2 separate regions of the Gossypium arboreum genome follow, and region 2 is linked to region 1. A link is a contact called in public Hi-C data. All regions are on one chromosome and are shown on one strand. Each heading gives the region's core, a stretch centred on a gene start, on an enhancer-like site or on the middle of the called end of the contact. The rest is flanking DNA. Distances are from core to core; before and after follow the strand shown. Region 1 holds the start of LOC108485526. Region 2 holds the start of LOC108484348 (probable acyl-[acyl-carrier-protein]--UDP-N-acetylglucosamine O-acyltransferase, mitochondrial).

Region 1 (5,733 bases), core at 196-2,695:
ACCTTCCTTTCGTAGTACAAGTGGAAACAATAATGCGTGCACCGCAGCCCTCTGATGGAGCTTGCAGTACTCAATCGTTGAAGTCAGTAGCAGACGTGAGGCTGGCTCTTCTAGAACCAAGAACTTAGGAAGCACAATTGAGCAGAGAACCTGACTTGGCCAAGCAAGCTCATCTTCATCCCCACTTGAAAGATGAGAAATTAGCACCGAAGCAGCCTCATCCTCGGCTTTCCAAGGCTCAATCAGACACAGAACTTGAAAAGGATCCATTCCTTTATCCAAGCAAAGTTCACGAATTTCATTTGCTAATGCTACAGCTTTGAAACTAGATTCTAAGTTTATAACCCTGTCTCTCAAACTAGCAGCCATATTTTCAATTTCAGGTTCTAAAGGCACATTCAGAACCCGATCCATCTCAATTTCGTCCCCAACTTCTTTCAAACCATTTTCTCCATTTTCCTCAACTTGACTGAACAAACTCTCATCATTTTCCAAGCTATCATCATAAAAACGAGGACCACAATCAGCTGCAGATAAAGGAAGCCAATAGAGAAGTGGATCATTACCAGCAGCCACGTCCTTGAGCCAATCCGGTAAGGACTCAAACTCTTGGCCGATTACTTCTTCGCCAGATTCCAGACTAAAACCAGAAATCCACTTATTAACATGATTTGGTTCAGACACTCTGTCGAGCAGATCCCGTGCTGCTTTCTTGACCCAAAAATCAAGCCCTTGACTTTCAGTCAACAAACTGCGTGCGAGCTTAGATAATTCCTTCCCATTAAACCTCTCATTCTCCAAAGCAAGAAATGAAAGTACCCTTGACTGAACCATACCTGGTAGAGTCTCTATAAACATTATCCTTAAGCAAAATAAAAAAAAATATCAAACTCATCAGTCACTAAATCTGAAAAGAAAAAAACAAAGAAAGTTTCTTTCCTGCCTTAAGTTTATGGGTTTACCTTTTTGGTGTGAGAGGTGAAGAAAAAGATGAGTCATCGACAAAGAGATTGCAGGGTTTGGTAAGCAAAGAAAGGAAAGAGCTTGCGGTGATTGGAGTTGTTGTTGAAGATGATAATGTTGTCGCATTGAAACATTGTTGCAGCCAAAGAGATGCTTCGATTTCAGGTGTAGGGCTATTCATGAAAATGTCGAACAACGGAACCCATGCCTCCATTTTTTGCTGGCTTCCTCCGTCTTCTAGGAGGGAAAGCGCGGGAAAACCTCTTCTGGTTTCATCTGAAAATAAAATAGATAGAAAGTGTATGAGACGTGGCATAGAGTAACTGGGTACATGCAGGCCGGGTGGGCTTTTCCTTTTTGTAGGCGTGGACTGAGACCCAAAGGCAACAGGTCACATGGCGACGCCATGGGAAGAGACTCGAAAGCACAAATGCGAAGCATGTGCTATACGCTAACCTTTCATGAATGGTGGGTTTGAGTAAATTTCGGTAAAGATTGAATTAATCAATTGAATTAATTTAATTTAGTTAATTAGTTTGTTAATTATTTTAATTCGGTTGAAAGTCGGTTAATAATTTTTTAAATTTTAGTTATTGGATAATTCAATTCAAATCGGATAATTAATCAAATTAATTGAATTAACCAAATTTAATAATTAATAATACAAATTATATGTAGTTTTAATTTGGTTAATTCAGTTAAATGAATATATATTTTATATGTTTTATACTTATTTTAACTAAAAAAGTAAAAACATATAAATTTCGATTCGATTAATTTTATTTTAAAATTTTTTAATTCAGTTAATTGTTAAATGATTAAAATATTCGATTAACCGCTTTGAACAAATTTAATTTGAGTTACAAATTTCAACTTTACTTGACATTAACATGGAAAATAGAAAAGATTGTTAATATCTACGCAAAAACTGTTTGACGTAAGTGTTCACCATCAATAAATAATATAATACATTATCAAGAAATTAAATAAAATATAAAATATATAAATAAATACTAAAAATTTTATTTAAATATAATTAAATATTAAATATAATTATTATAAATAAATATTAATAACTCTCAAATTTAAGATCTTGAATTTAAGGGATTAAGATTTAGAGTCGTGTATAAGGTTTAAGGTCTTCGATTCGAGTGTTAGTATTTATTTATAATTAATTATTTAATAATGTTTAGATAAAGTTATTCGTGTTTATTTATAAGTCTTCAATTATTTTTTTATTTTATTTAACGATGAAATGTCATATTATTATTCAGTGATGGTATGTAACACCCTTAACCCTTATCCATTGTCAGTGATGGCATGTGTCTTAGGCCGTGTGGGCATTTGATGTGAGGCACACAGTCGTGTCCCAGCTCGTGTAACTCTCTAACTTGGGTCACACGGCCAAGCCACACGCCAGTGTGCTAGGCCATGTGAACATACTAACTTGTAGAATTAAGGTGCACGGGTCACATAGCCAAACCACACGCCCATGTGCTAGACCGAGTGCAAAAACCTGGACATTTTGTTTCTCAATTTTAAAGATGTAGGGGACACACGGCGGGAACTCACGCCATGTGTTAGGTCGTGTTTCAAACACGGCTGAGACACGCCCGTGTCTCTACCTGTGTGGATGAAAATAGGCCATTTCATGGCCACTTTTCTCACCCATTTTGATGTCAACCTATACACAACATTTTAATATATCAATACATCCCAAACAAGCAATCAACACAAGCCAAAATCATGTTTTAAGCATGACATAACATCACAAATACTCAAATACTTAAACTTACTTATTTAATCCATCTCATTTATTTATCAAAATCTACTACTAATTACATACATACAAGCATATATCACTCACAACCATGTCTAAAACTATTTAATTTCCAAATCAACCCTATAGATGCCATATAAACCATAATATACATTGCAAAAACTACCAGAGTGAGTTGGATAGTGTGGTTTGATGTGTTGATCCAATCTCCCTATAACATCCCAAAATTTGGCCTAGTCAGAATATTGGTTTTGAGACCACAAATCTGACGTTAAAATATTTGTTTTATGATTATTATGATGCCTAGGATATGAAAATAAGCATGCGTTAAAGTTTCATGAAGAAATTCTAAGTATAAGGTGTCCAATTGGAAATTAAGGACCAAATTGAATAAATTGTAAAACTTGGGTTCTAGAAGCAATTTGTATGAAATTGATTTGGAATATTAGTTAGGAGGTCTTAAATAGAAATTTTCTCAATTTTTAAGTTTTTGGACAAAAATGGGCATGCATGGAAAAATTTGAAAGTTTGGTAAAGAGGGGCATTTTGGTCTTTTGGTAATAAAATTAATAAAAAGGGAAAATGAAAGCTAAAATCAGCCATCTTCTTCCCCATAGCTGCCAAAATTTGTATGTTCTCCATAGCTAGGGTTTTCAACATTTCCAAGATCAATAGTAAGTGCTCCCTAGCCTCGTTTTACTGTTCTTTGTATTTTGAAATCCTCGTATCGTGCTCTCTCTATTTCTACCCATATTTCAAGCTAGGATTCGTGTTTAAAAATTTACCCATGCATGAGATGCTTGTGTTTTGATTATTTATAGAGGAATATGAGAGTTTGAAGAGTGGTAAACAACTTTTACTAAGTAGTTTTCATGGAAATGGCTAAAAGGACCATTTTGTAAAGGTTGTAAAAATGGGTAGAAGAATGTGAAATGAAGGAAAATATGGGCTGCTATAAGTATGAAAACATTTGGCTAGGTTTGGGTATCCAAGAAATTACATGCATTTCATTATACGAGTCTTAGGACTAAGTTGTAAAAAAGTGTGAAAGGTTAGGGGCAAAATGGTCATTTCGCCTTAGGTTGAGTTTTAGGCCAAAAATGAATAATGTAATGTATTAAAAATTTATTTTTGCTTATATAGACCCTAAGAGACCAATCCCGGAGGTCGACAGTGGAAGGAAAATGGTTTTGGAGTAACTGAAATACGAATCCAAAACGATTACTAGGTAAGTTCGTATAACTTGAATGTACACTTTAAAATACATTAAAATGTATGCTATTAATTGTAATATAATTGTCTTATTCATTGTGAAATAATTTATGAAAAATGTTGTATTAATAAAAAGATGATAAAATGTCCCAGTTGAATAAAAAGGATATCTGATGGATTTCTCGAAAATGAATTGACGGTAAAAGGATCTAGCCCGGACGGGTGTTCTTAAGGTGATCTAGCCTCCCGAAGAATATGTGTGCATTATGGATTTAGCCCGGACAGGTAATCCGAATTAGGATCTGCATTTAGCCTGGACTGATAATTCAAATTCGAGCTCATGAGAGTAATTGTCATTGCAGGGGATTTAGCCTGGACTGGTAATCCCACCGTAAGAGCGAGTTTTGCGGGAGTGCGTACTTGAAATGATCACTTGCATGATTTGACAATAAATGGGATATCCATCGAGATTCCAAAAAATTCAATGGGGTTAAAATGAGAAAAAAGAATGGAAATACTTGAATTGATGAGCTCAACTAAGATGATTATTATCTTGTATCACTTTGGGACTAACTTAACGATTGAGTACACCTGTTAGGGAAAATAATCTATGCTTGATAGAATGTATAGCTAATGTGGTTGTATGTTAATTAACCGGTAAGTTTACTTTTTTGTTATCCGAACTTACTAAGCATGTTAATGCTTACTCCCTTTCATTTACCTGTCTTATAGAGCTTATGGACTCATGAAGATTGGAAGGCGGTTGGAGCATTGTCTACACAATCAACTTGTCTCACTTTGGTATATAAAAACCTTCATTTTGTTATATTCATTTTGTTATATGTGTCATTTTGTTATATGTTATGTTAATTTATTTTGTATATGGCTATGAGATATGGCCATTATTAAAATTTATTTTGTATATGGCTATGAGATATGACCATTATTAATGTGGGTTGTAGCCCTACTTATTTTGCATGCTAATGCTTAAATGTTTCATGTGATGTGTTGATGTGGTTTATCATGGATGGATACATGAAATGAGGCCAAATAACTCGAGAGTGGTTATGGCATAAAATGGTATGTGGTTATAATATGGTCTAAGTGAAAAATGCGCAATGTGATATGATAATCCTTAATACGAAAAGGATAACCTTACATGTGCTAAATCAATGAGATGAGGTTAACATGCAATAGCCTATGCCAAGGTGGTTTAAGAGTATATTTAGGCTATGTAAAATACCTTTAAAGCTTACAAGTGTGCATGGATGTTAGAGGGTGACCAATGGCTTGGAAAATAGACTCCAAATGGTCCACACGGGTAGACACACGGACATGTGTCTAGGCTGTGTATGACACACGGTCAACCCCCATGGGCATGTTGTTCGACCGTGTGTCCTTTGCACCTTAAATTTTAGGTTAGAATGCATGATAGTAAATACATGGGCAAAGACATGGCCGTGCGTCTCAGCCGTGTGAAGGACACGGCCTCTGGCTATGGGCGTGTGCCTTGGCCATGTGCCTCGAATTGGATGCTGACGTCATAAACAGAATGTTAAGGTTTTTGGACACAGGCGATGACACAGGCGTGTCTAAGCCATGTGATGGACACGGGCCAGGGACTCGGACGTTTGCCAGGCAGTGTGAAAACCCCTGTAGGTTCGAAATGAAAAATAAATCTATACGGGTAAGGTACACGAGCGTTTGCCTTGCCTCCACACGGGCATGTGAGGCTTAAAGCATGAAATTTTTCCCAAGCCTTTTTGAAGTTCCCAATT
Region 2 (5,708 bases), core at 2,656-5,155, 210 kb before region 1:
TTATAGAAATACCACTGAGTGTATACTCAGCGTACGGTTTGTTTCCGTGTGCAGGTTAAGTTAAGGCTAGATTGTTGAATCAGCATCCTAGGCCGATCCCGAATTCTATGAGGTAAAGTATGTTGAGTATTGGTAATGGCATGTACCTAAGATGTCTTATGAGAGTCATCTAGGTTGTGAAAGTATTGATGAAATAAGTAAATTATGGTTGGCAATGGGATATAGTATGAAGTTCAAATAATTGATAAAGTAAGTGATATACTTAAAAAGATTCATTGGATATGTTATAAAATGTTTTAGATTGGTAAGGTTTGAGTATATTTAAGTATATTTGGATTATCTGAATGTTGGCAAATTGTATTGGTTGAAGTTTTTATTTCCAGGGTTAGAAACATTTATTTTAATAAATGAGTATAATTGAACTGAACAGACCGGTAATGCTCTGTAATACTATTCTAGGGATGGATAAGGGTTAGAGGGTATTACATATGTGGCACTTAGTGTGCAAGAATCTCGAGTATCCAACATTATTATTCCGAGTGGTTCACGGGTATGTCAAAGATGATACTATGTGTAAATTCATTTCGAGATGGCTCAGGTCTGTACATAAAGCTCATGCTTATTAAATGTGTGACATGGTGAATATGAGGTAAGTTTTGTGATAGAATAGATTATGATCATGAAATTATGGTAGGTTTACATTAATTATGTTATATTATTAGAATGTTATGTGCATGGTAACGATTGCTTATTTCTTGTATGCGAGCTTACCAAGGTATGTAGCTTACTCCGTTTATTTTCTATGTTTTTATAGTGTCACCAAGCTAGCTCGGAATAGGAGATCGTTGGAGATTCGCCTCACACTATCAGAACTATTATTTTGGGCATTTGATGATCTTAGTATTTTGAAAGTATGGCATGTATAGGGACTTGTCATTTTGTTATGTGTGTCATTTGATTTGGCGAAATGTATTGCCTCATATTTGTTTAAGTTGATTTGGTATTTAGCAATGTAATTGGCTTATTTTGGCTAAAATGGTTGTAAGCCCATTTATTTATGTATATATGCCAATGTCTTTAGTGTTATGGTCATAGCATGCTTGGTGTATGATGGAGTGTGATTTTTAGCATGAATGTGAAATTTTTGGAAATGTGTTTTATTGGTAAGATGATAATCTTATGCACAAATAGGTGGTATGTAAGTAGTTTAATGATACCTTGTCTATGTAAAATTAGTATGGTTAATTTGGGACATGATAAATGTTGTGAGTACGATAGTGGATAGTATTGTATTGATATGATTTAGCCATGATTGTGGATGTTTGGTTGCCTAAGTATGCCATGTTTTGTGCCTTTAAATTGGTGTAAGTGCATGTGTGAAAAAGGGTGGTTAATGGCTTGGTAAACAGCCCTTATTTTGTCCACACGGGTAGACACACGGGCGTGTGTCTAGGCCGTGTGTGACACACGGTCTGACCCATGGGCATGAGTTCTGGCCGTGTGTCCCCTGCACCTTAATTTTGAGAAACAGAATGCTCAGAATTGAGCACACGGGTAGAGACAAGGGCATATGTCTTAGTCGTATAGACGACACGGCCTTGAACACGGGCGTGTGCCCTGGTCGTGTGAAGTCTGCACCTATTTTATGAAAATTAATTTTCCACACGGCCTAGCACACGGGCGTGTAACTTGACCATGTGACTTGACCGTGTGACTTCAATTTGTTCATGGGTTACAAGTCAGTGAGTTACACGGGGTTGGGACATGGGCGTGTGCAGCCACACGGCCTGCCTGTGTCCCAAACCACACGGGCATGTGACCCCTATTTAGGGTAAATTTTTTTTAAGTTTTGTAAAAATTCCCTAAATACTCGGTTTGGTCTCGGACCACTTCCAAAGCATGTTTCGGGCCTCGTAGGCTCGTGCTAGGGACTTTATGATTGAATGTGAATGATTTTAATTTGGACGCAAATTTATGACTTGGAATTGTATGCTTGTTTGTGTGGTAAGTCCGGTAATGTCTCGTACCCTGTTCCAGCGTCGACTATGGGTAAGGGGTGTTATACCATCCCCCACAAGAAATTGTCTACATCCTTTTTGGACCTCGTCCCATTGAACTTTTTCGGCTTTGAGATATCTATCTTAGGCATAAGTGTCGCAACCAATACCCTATTACCCAAAGCAGCTTTGCAAATTTGAGCTCCCTCTTGAGCTCCTTAATTTGTTCTTTCAAGGTTGACACCATAGCCTCGAGAGCATCATTTTTCTTAGTTACCTCACCTACGACAGTATTTAGGATCTTTTGCATCGCATCCATATTGTCACTGAAGGCTTCTGCTACTTGGTCATTGAACTAATCATGCCTCGTTTCCAATTTTGTAGTACACCCAGCAACTTCCTTGAGGGTCTCCTTCATATCACCGATAGAGCCGTCAAGTTTGGCCACTCTACCATCTAAAGCCGACAACATATCCCTCGATCGACTTATTTTCCTGACCCTTCCACGGGTCTCCATTGACTCATTCTGATCAACAACTTCTTTTGACATCTCAAACAATGCCTTTGGGATATTAGCTTTGGTACTAACTGTCACAGGGCTAGACATTTTGTCTCGTAATCCGCACAACCTTAAGTGATCCATTCGCTTCAAATGCACATAAGTCAACTAACTCTCGCAAAGTAAGGATTCTTGCAGAATTCCTCTGAGGCACTAAAAATATAGTGGAAGCAATCTCAAAGACAAAAGAAATTTGAAAGAGCAGAATAGCCACATAAAAAAATAATGCACACCAAGTGGTTGAGTAAATGCTCTCAATATTCTTTAACTAAGAAAGAATAAAATGATTACAAATGAAGGGGGAGATCTTTATTTATAGTTGAACTCCCCTGACTTTAACGGTACAAATCGATTTACATCAACGGCTAAGATTACTTCCTATCTACAATTAAGATACCTAAGGGATTTAAACTCTATACAATCTTATCCTTTTAGGATTTACACTATTTACCCTGATAACTCTAGTTTTACTAGAGTGTTTCAAGATGGGTTTCTCCATGAGTTCCATAAATCGGGACAATTCATATGGGTTAAATAAGCCTCATTTAATAAGTTGAATTCTATGGGGTGTTCTATACGTATTGGTCACGAGGTTTGACCGACAATTCATGACATGTCACAGGTGAACTAACCCTCTTGTCACCACTACTTTTTCCTTATCTCATTCCTTATTGAAACTCTCTATCAACAAAGCACAAATTCCACCTTAAAATTTGAAAAGAGAATTTAAATAATAAAAAAATACTTCTTTTAAATGAAAATTAAAAAATTCTAATATTTATTTTTCCAAATGAAAATTCACCTCAAAATTATGAAAATCACTTTACAAATAAATTTCTTTCATAAAATTTATGGACCCAACACATCTTACCACACCTTTAATATTTCATAAAGTATATTATTTGACTTAGAATCTTAAATGCAAACTAATGTTTCTAGAACTAAAGCAATAGTTAAATTGGTCAGACTATTGGTTCGTTAGTTCGATCGGTCTAACTAATTTGATAAAAAAAATTATAAAAAAAATAAAAACAATAAAAAATATTTTAAAAAAATAAAACTCAGTTCAATTGTCAGTTCAAACGACATATTGATTCTCGATCCAAACGGTTCAATGTCATTCTTCGGATAGACACCCAACTAATTCCTAATCTTCGGTCGATTTCGAAGATCATTGATGCAAATTCACCATTTTATATCATAAATAAATACAGAACATAATAAAATCATATTTTTGGTAGAATTTAATGAATTGAATTTTATCAATTACTGGGCCTCGTGTGGGCCTTAGTTAGAGAATTCCTGGGCCTCAATAACCGAGTTCTTTGAGGTCAAATGTGGATCTCCTTCATACATCAAGCGTCCAGTCGGACAAACGAACCGTGTAGTTTTAATGCGAGTAAAATAGTACGCTACAAACGGATAAAATCTGGGATGAAGAAGACAAGACAGGTCAAACCTCTTTCACAAAGCAGGCAACAACATAGCGGCTGAAGCCTAAACCTTCGAACTTTCAGCTCTGTTAGAAGTTCAAAAAACAGAAAAGGTCGGAAAAATATCAGCTATTGCCAAAGACTGAGAGCGACAATCTATGAATTCGCTGCTCAAGTTTCGAAGGCCTTTAAGTCCTTCTCTTACTTCACTATCTTTGCAACGCCTCTCTACAACTCTCCACTGTAAACCCTTCCTCTCTCTTTAATATATCATAATATGAAGATTGAACGACTTGTTAAGTGGGCTTCTTCTCTCTATGTGATTGTGAAACAGATGTTTTCGAAGAGAAAAAGGAGGGGACGAGCTTTATACACCCAACTGCAATTGTTCATCCCAATGCTGTGATTGGCCAGGTGCTTTGTTTTCTACTCTCTCTTCTTTGTTTAATAGCTGCCGCTTTCTTTTCTCTTAAGAGGCACTGGTGTTCATGTATCAGAAATCTGTGATTTGTTTTGACTGTTAAAGCTAAGTTCTTTGTTGGCTTTTCCCTGTCAATCAATTTGCTCCTTTACCAATGGTTCTTGTTGAATTGTCTTTTGATACCAAGATTAAATCAACCCAGAAGAATAAATAAGGGTAAAACTTACAAAGCTTTTTTTTTTTTTACTTCAAAGCAGCTTAATTTATTGGTGTAATAAAGAGATATAGTTCTCTAATTGCCTTTTCATTTAGCTATAGTCTATAGATTCACTAAAATTTCGAAATTGATGGCACAGGGTGTTTCAGTAGGTCCTTTATGTACAATTGGTCCTTCGGCAAAACTAGGAAATGGGTGTCAAATGCATCCTTCCAGCCATATTTTTGGGAATACAAAATTGGGGAGCCACTGCGTTTTGATGACGTGAGTTTTATTTGGCTGCTTTTTCATCTTCTTTATAAGGTTCTGTTAGAAATATATATTCTATGTTGTAATTTATGTAAGTACTAAACTTTATCAGGCAGTGGTGCGGTGGTCGGTGATGATCTTCCTGGGCGTACTGTAATAGGATGCAATAACATCATCGGGCATCATGCCGTGGTTGGTATTAAATGCCAAGACATGAAGTACAAGGTAACTTATCTTATTATGCTTTTGGTGCATAATCAATTGCATGCTGCTAATGACTAGAAGTATCTCAAATGTACATATTGACAGCATTGATGCACTATGCTTCAAATGTTAAACTTTTGCAAAAAATATGATCTTGTCCTTGTATTTCTGTGGTATTAGTTAGGGGATGAATGTTTTCTTGATATTGGGGACAACAATGAGATCAGAGAATTTACTTCAATCCACCGATCTTCAAAGTCATGTGATAGAACGGTAAATAAGAATATAAAATAACCACATATTTGTTTTCTTATATCATAGTAAGAAACATGTGTATATTCTCTAGTCCTTTTCTTCCCTTTCTTAACTAGCTGTCTTATCAGGTTATTGGTGATAACAATCTCATCATGGGGTCTTGTCATATCGCGCATGACTGCAAAATTGGTAACAATAATATATGTGCTAATTCCAGTCTCCTGGCAGGACATGTCATCGTGGAGGTGAGTCTTCTTAATGTTTGTTGGAGTCATTCTGCGTGCTTCTCTTGTAGACAGCAGTCTCTGCTTAGAACTTGATTCAAGTGCTACAATGTAGGACTATGTGCACACTGGAGGAGCAACTGTTGTTC

The links. A called contact is a pair of places that touch in the nucleus more often than the background predicts.
Region 2: a Hi-C map of leaf shows a contact between it and region 1, with 2.9 times the contacts expected there. The contact joins the promoter of LOC108484348 here to the promoter of LOC108485526 in region 1. A contact is called at or near these places in 2 of 5 Hi-C or Micro-C datasets (both in leaf).

Annotation. Positions count from the first base shown.
Region 1 is chr6:125,042,897-125,048,629 of ASM2569848v2, reverse strand. LOC108485526 reads right to left here and starts at 1,445. Exons shown (of 2, transcript XM_017789376.2): 1 at 963-1,445; 2 at 1-862. The coding sequence starts at 1,279.
Region 2 is chr6:125,254,248-125,259,955 of ASM2569848v2, reverse strand. It overlaps LOC108484348 (probable acyl-[acyl-carrier-protein]--UDP-N-acetylglucosamine O-acyltransferase, mitochondrial), which reads left to right and starts at 3,905. Exons shown (of 12, transcript XR_001871238.2): 1 at 3,905-4,232; 2 at 4,324-4,403; 3 at 4,767-4,891; 4 at 4,993-5,101; 5 at 5,261-5,353; 6 at 5,464-5,580; 7 at 5,675-5,708.